2 separate regions of the Mus musculus genome follow, and region 1 is linked to region 2. Evidence: chromatin contacts called from public HiChIP or PLAC-seq data. All regions are on one chromosome and are shown on one strand. Each heading gives the region's core, a stretch centred on a gene start, on an enhancer-like site or on the middle of the called end of the contact. The rest is flanking DNA. Distances are from core to core; before and after follow the strand shown. Region 1 holds the start of Mir124-2hg (Mir124-2 host gene (non-protein coding)). Region 2 has its middle 30 kb from the start of Gm24963.

Evidence for each region. HiChIP or PLAC-seq counts read pairs in DNA pulled down with a chosen protein or histone mark.
Region 1: an H3K4me3 HiChIP or PLAC-seq map of embryonic forebrain shows a contact between it and region 2, with 5 times the contacts expected there. The contact joins the promoter of Mir124-2hg here to the enhancer-like site in region 2. A contact is called at or near these places in 8 of 39 promoter capture datasets (the 3T3-L1 cell line, cranial neural crest, embryonic stem cells and 3 more), 1 of 484 Hi-C or Micro-C datasets (cortical neurons) and 9 of 115 datasets of contacts at active chromatin or transcription factors (astrocytes, differentiating embryonic stem cells, embryonic basal ganglia and 6 more).

What each region holds. Positions count from the first base shown.
Region 1 is chr3:17,788,256-17,791,277 of GRCm38.p6, forward strand. Mir124-2hg (Mir124-2 host gene (non-protein coding)) reads left to right here and starts at 1,666. Exons shown (of 3, transcript NR_033490.1): 1 at 1,666-1,925.
Region 2 is chr3:17,279,808-17,283,208 of GRCm38.p6, forward strand. It overlaps the pseudogene Gm18937. Among named protein-coding and RNA genes, the nearest start is that of Gm24963, 30 kb to the left of the region's middle. Within about 2 kb of position 1,589, at least 2 of the 459 cell types and tissues checked have an H3K27ac peak or open chromatin away from gene starts, as enhancers often do. A contact at or near this core is called in embryonic forebrain, where this site is marked.

The DNA.
Region 1 (3,022 bases), core at 416-2,915, 510 kb after region 2:
CCCCACTCAGCACTTTACAAACATGTTTTACAAACACACAAGAACGTATCTTTTCTTTAGAATGTTTTATTTCATATTTTGTTTTACGTTTCCAAGTATCTTCGTAGGAACGCTTGTTGGATATTTCAAGCAGACAGAGGTACAGCTCAGTTATAGCCCAGTTCACTTAGCTCTGTGCTCAGGGTGAAACATGGCCTAATTCAAACGCCCAGGGTGACTTAGAGTATCAGAGTGAACATTTACAGTCAGGAAGTGGTGACATGTTTTGTTCCCATTGGGTAGTACTGAAGTTGCACCTCTCCAGTGTTCCAGTGTGGGGGGTTCTTGACTAGAGTTAGAATGAGAAATGGGGGTAGGAGCTGACAGTAGACTTAGCAGCAAATTACTGACAATTCAAAGTTTTTTGTGGTAAGGGATTCTACAATTTCCCAGAAGATGGGAGCACTAGGAAGGAGAAAAACACTCCTAAGTATCTTCCTAGCAGTGGCCTTGGGGGAGGGGGGGGTGGCAGGTGAGTGAGAGAGGAAGGTGGCCTTGCCACCCCACCACCTTCATTGAGGTAGAGCAATGGCTTGGTCTGGATTCTTTCTGAAAGAGAAACTGCAGGAATGCAGAGTTGCTTTTTGCGCCCCAACCTACTTAAAGGAGTGGGAGCCAAACCCCTGCTCCCAACAACAAGCAGCATTTTCCTTATCAGAAGCCCTCTGGGACTCAGCAAGCTTGATAGGCTCTGGCTCTGATGTCCCATAAGGCCCACTCTGTGGCTGGAAGAAACATGATCAAAACCCATGGAACTCAGACTTCACTGACCACAGAGTCCTGCCTGGAAAAGTTGAAAACATTCTCCCGAGCAAGGCCTATTTGTAGAACTCCTCAACCTAGTGTCTGTATAGCAAATTCTGATCCTATTTCATATTAAGAACATACTTACGTTTTTATTTAGTCCAGCAGATTTTCCCAAATGACTTAATTTCTTCCTGAGGCAATTTTAAAAATTCAGAATATTATTGTTTTTTAAAAGGAAAGAAATAGAAAGGCTCTCATTTAGAGCACTGAGGGATGTTATCAGTGTGACCTTGACGTGTAAATGGAGAAGGCATGCTAGGTTTGAGTCCGAACTCTTGTCTTCTTGCGTATCTGAGATGTTCTCGGTCTGGCTAAGAACAGGGACATGAGGAGAGATTTGTTTTTAAAGGTTACCATTAGCGGTTCACTAGCTGAGGTTAGGAATTTTGTATTTTTATATTTCGTGAAATTCATGATTTAATTATACTCCTCAAACAAATTAAGGGCAGGCCTTCTACACAAATTGGAGGCAGCTAAATGCTCTTTTGTGCCTGCAGCTCTCGGATTGTTAAAGAGGCTGCTGATGCATGAGAAGAAGTGCCTGATTTAACTCATTGGGATGCAGGAAGCGACCTGCCCTCTTTTGAAAAAAAAGTGAGAGAGAGAGAGAGAGAGAGAGAGAGAGAGAGAGAGAGAGAACACTAGCTTTAGAAGAGCAAGAGGGTGAGTGACAGAGAGAGGAGAGGAGAGGAGAGGAGAGGAGAGGAGAGGAGAGGAGAGGAGAGGAGAGGAGAGGAGAGGAGAGGAGAGGAGAGGAGAGGAGAGGAGAGGAGAAATACAGGGGCAGGGGGTGTGTGCCAAACTCCTTCTTTGCTGAGTAGAAAGCTTCTGAATTTCAAGCAGAAAGTGGAAGGAGCTCCACAGAGCAATATCTTGGGCTGCGTGTGCAGAGCGTAGACAATGAAAATCTCCGCCCCCTCCCCCATGCTCTCAAGTCTTCAAGATTTTTTTCTTTCCTTCACAACGATGGAAGCTATGTAAAAATCAAATACACAGAGATGTATATACTTTTTTTTTTTTAAAGCACAGACTAACAAACCGAAGGACCTGACCATGGATTATTCAAGGACTCACCTGCTGTAAGTACTGTCTGTCTTTTCCTGGGTTTTTAAGCTCTGCTTCGCGCGGTGAACTGAGTGTTCCTATTGTGAGCAGAGTTGCTGCCTGTGTCTGTATGTTTTTATTTGTAGGGGCTTCCTGCATTGTTTTTGTTTTGTTTTGTTTTTCTGTACCTAAGCTGCAGCATTTTACCTAGGCTAGTAATAGAGTCCTGTTATTATGCTGTGGATTGTAGCAGTGGGCTGGGGGCAGGGGAGGCGCACAGATCAGGGTTTCCCGCGCTTTGAGCATCCTTAAGAGTTGCTGCCAGCTTAACATCCTCGCTGAAAGATTGGTTCCTGTCGCTCAAAGGGTAGGACTACGGAGCTACCGGACGAGCTCTGGGGACAGGATGGAGTCAAAAGGAGAGATCTTAGACTGGGAGATGATGGGCCTCCATCCCCACAACAACACACCTAGTTTAGAGCCCTCTGCTGCCCACCGCTAACACCCGTTGTCTTGGGAGGATTAACACGGCCCTGAGCGCTGCTTCTGGAACCGAGCCTTTCCTGCGTTTTTGTTTTGTTTTGTTTTGTTTTTAACTTAAACCTTAAAGCTGGGATCTTCTAGACATCAGGGCTAAGTGAGGATGCCTCTGTGTGTGTGTGTGTGTGTGTGTGTGTGTGTGTGTGTGTGTGTGTGTGTGTGTGTGTGTGACCAAACAATATAAATTGCCATTCGCGGAAGATATTTTCTAGCCTCTTGAAAATATGCAAGAATTCTGCGGCCCATGCTTCCTTTGTGTAGCAGGCAGCGCCAAGCGCTTTGTGCTTCGCAAGTAGAAAATGGCGAGTCCTATTGTGTTTAGGCCATTTTCTTCCGGTACAAGGATTTCCCAAGTTTTCAATACTTTGAGGGGCAGGAGCAAGAATCAGCCCTCTTATACCCAGAAAAGCAAAAGCGGAAGCGGCTATGGCTGGGCCCCTTGGCCCGGTGGGTATGGACCTTGCTTTGAAACCAAGGGTCTGTTTCCCTGCTGTCCAGATATTTGAATAGAAACAATTTGTACTGGTCGGTGCCCTTTAAAGATTTGTAGTTCTAGAGGGCATTAGATCATAAGTGTGTGGTTATACACATA
Region 2 (3,401 bases), core at 339-2,838:
TCCATTCTCTACAATTCCCTATATCCACTCCACAACTGCTAAAACTCCTTGCTTGTGTTAACAATATTTGGCATTGTGATTCTGGAAGGTATACTTTTTGGTCTCTCATCTGGCTAAATTAAATGAAAAAAATATATATATATGCTCATAAAGAAATGTCTTTTCCAAGGAAACTTATTTTTGTTTCTATTTTGAAATAATTATGGTGACTTATGGACAATTGTCACAGAATTCTAAAGAAAATGATGACTTTGTTCCAGGAAAGGAATCACTTGCAACACATGAACAACGACCTTTAAATATAGTCAGAGAATTTAGTCAAGACAGTCAGGAGATGAGTAAATGTGATATAAAAATCTCTTTTCTGACTGCCTGTCCTGTAATGGCAATGCAATCGCGTCCGATTGATTGTTCAAGCTTAAATACATGACTTATTGCATTTAATTGTATGTGATATATGACTTATTGCATTTAATTATATGTGATATATTCAAGCCAGAAAATTATAGTTGGAGCTGAATGATCAGAATAATCATTTCATGTTTAGTATGGGTTTTACTGACTCATTTCTAGATCTGTTCTACAAATATTTTATCATTTTATTTTCCTGTCTGCCTTTATGCATGTTTCCAAAAAAATTCTTTTTTTTTTGCTCCACAATCTTTAAAATTAGATAACCATATCATTGTTGTATCATCACAATTAAAAATAATACTATAATATAAATAAGCACAGCTGTCCTGGTTAATATAAATCAATCAGCCTTTCATTAGCAGGACAAAATTGTATTACTTTCTACTAAGTTCTTGAAAATAGAAAGCTCTTCATCCATGTGATATTTTTTCTTTTCCATGTAGCCAGGAAATGTCTCCAGATTTCTTGGCTTTTTGTTGCTGCCTTCAGAAAGTGTGTATGATTCACAGGACAGCTGAAACTGATAGCATTTATTCTATCAGTTTCCAAAGGGTTAGAAAATAGCCATCAAATTATAAATAATGTAGTTCTCACTTAAAAACAGATGTGCAGAAAATAAAGACCAATTCTAATTTTCAACACTAGAGAAATAGCATACTGTAAGTGCCTCATTTTCTGCATTTTAAAGCTATACTTTGAAAAATGAAAAGTCTATTATTTTAGACCAGGTGGAAATTTTACTGACATTTGTATAGGATGAAAATCATATTTTTAATTTTTAAAATTTGTTTATATTGCCATACAAATATTATGGCCTTTTTGAGGAAATGTGTTTTAATAGATTAAATAATTTTTATAAAGTTCTTATTATGTAGACAGACTCTGATCACTATCCTACAATGCTGATCCTCACTTAATATTAATTTTATCGTCTTTTCTCATACACTAATGCCATGGGAATTTTTTTCTCTGTGGCTTTGTTTGTGGGGGACCTTGAAATGAGAGTCTCTGGATAAACCCAGGTGTGATAAGTGACTGATTTCTGTACCAGAATGGCTTCTTGGAACTGTTTCTATGTTTGTTTTCTGGATTCGGTGGTTAATTTGGTTTCTAATCATGCTTTTGACCCCATTTCCAGACAGTTTGTGGCAACAGGAGAAGAAAGGCCCTGCAGTAGGTAATTAAGTCTGCAAACGCTGCGCTGCTTACTCTTCATTGCAGCAGATAACCAGAGTGCTGTTGCTCGAGTGTAAAATGCAGAAATTAATGATCCCATGTAATACAGATTAGGGCTTTCATTTTAAAAACTATCAGTGCGGAAGAACAAAGGTGGGGAAAGCAGCATGATATTTAGATTTTTCAATATGTAGTAAGGATTGCAAATTTCGAAAGAGGTTTCTGAGCAAAGGCTAATCAAAATTCTCCTTCTGTTCTACACTGATTGATTAGTTCAGAACTCAAATATATTATTGCCCCATTGAATCTTTGAAAAGGCACAATTAGACACATTTGTACATGCCTTTTCACTTGTAAACATGTCCTTTTGTTTCTCCAGATCAAATGGAGATACTAAAGGCATTGAACACACTGAGTATCACACAGTAGGTACTCATAAATAGTTCCATGTTTGAATTAAATGTGTTCTTTTTCCTATAAAGGGATTATAAAGTAATGTGCAAGAGTCAAGAAAACAGAATATGTACTTATTTTTAAAAGAATTATCGTGTAAGATTTCTATTCACATTGTTATTTTACCCGTAGTTATAGTCACATAAGTTACAAAGTCAACCAAATTTAAGATATCTGTTTATAATTTACCCATTATAAAAAAGTAGCATTCCAATAAAATAAAAAAAAATATGTTAATACAAAGCTTGAGACCCTGAAATGAATGTGTTTCACATTGCGATAATTCATCAATACATGAATATCCTAATGTTCTCCAGCAGCAGCATCGATTTGATCCAGATCCATGATCATATTGATGTGTTTTTGTTCCTTCTTATTTAGGCCACTTTAGTATAATACTTCACATCTGTTTATTGTTAGCCTTTGTCAATAACATTGTCCTTATAAAGTTATTTCTCACTTATCATCAGTATTAAATTAGTCAACCTAGTCAACATTTCATTGTGCTATTCAGTTTTCTGTCACTGTCACAAAAGTGCCTGAGAAAAATCAAGAATTTATTGCACCTGATGATCATAAAGATTTTTACCATATTCTTTTATCTTAATGAGACAGAACTTTACATTAAGGAGTACATGACTGTTTGAAAGACTCAGGAAAGGAGCAAGCAAGGAAATAGGCACAAGACAAAGCCCAATGACATGTTCAGAATGTCTCATGACCTTCACCTAGGTCCCAAATCCTACGTTTTACATCTCCAAAGATTATGCAATTATTATAAGCTCAGCAATAAATACCATTAATAGAGAAAAGTACTCATGATCAAATCAGTTCGCAAAATTTCATCTTTGAGCATTGCTACATAAAAGACACCAAATGTTGATATATATATTTCAAATCCGACCCAGAGCATTTTTTAAGAGAATAGCATTGAATTCTTCAAATTACAAATATCGAAACTATATTAATATAGAGTAGCTGCATATTCTATGAGAATGGAATACCATTGTATTATTTATGAAGACACTTAGCCTAGAGTAAAGTTGGTAACACCATTCTGGTGTTTCGGGTAAGAACAAAGTAATAAACATTGCATGATTCTTTAATTGACATTCATTGAGTTTGAAACTTGAATAAAAAAATTAGGGATCCGTTAGCCACTCCCTCTGGGCTTCCCTCCTCTGTTGCCACCTTCCCAGAGCCTGTTCTTGGCTACTGACCAGAGTCTGTGAATTAAATCATCTCTGCTGGCCATCTGGACCCCCTGATCCTAGATTTCTGCCTTTTGAAAACAATTAGTTCTCTGCATCAGTTTCTGTTAGAGCCAATCACCTACCTGCCAAGCCTAGGACAGAGAT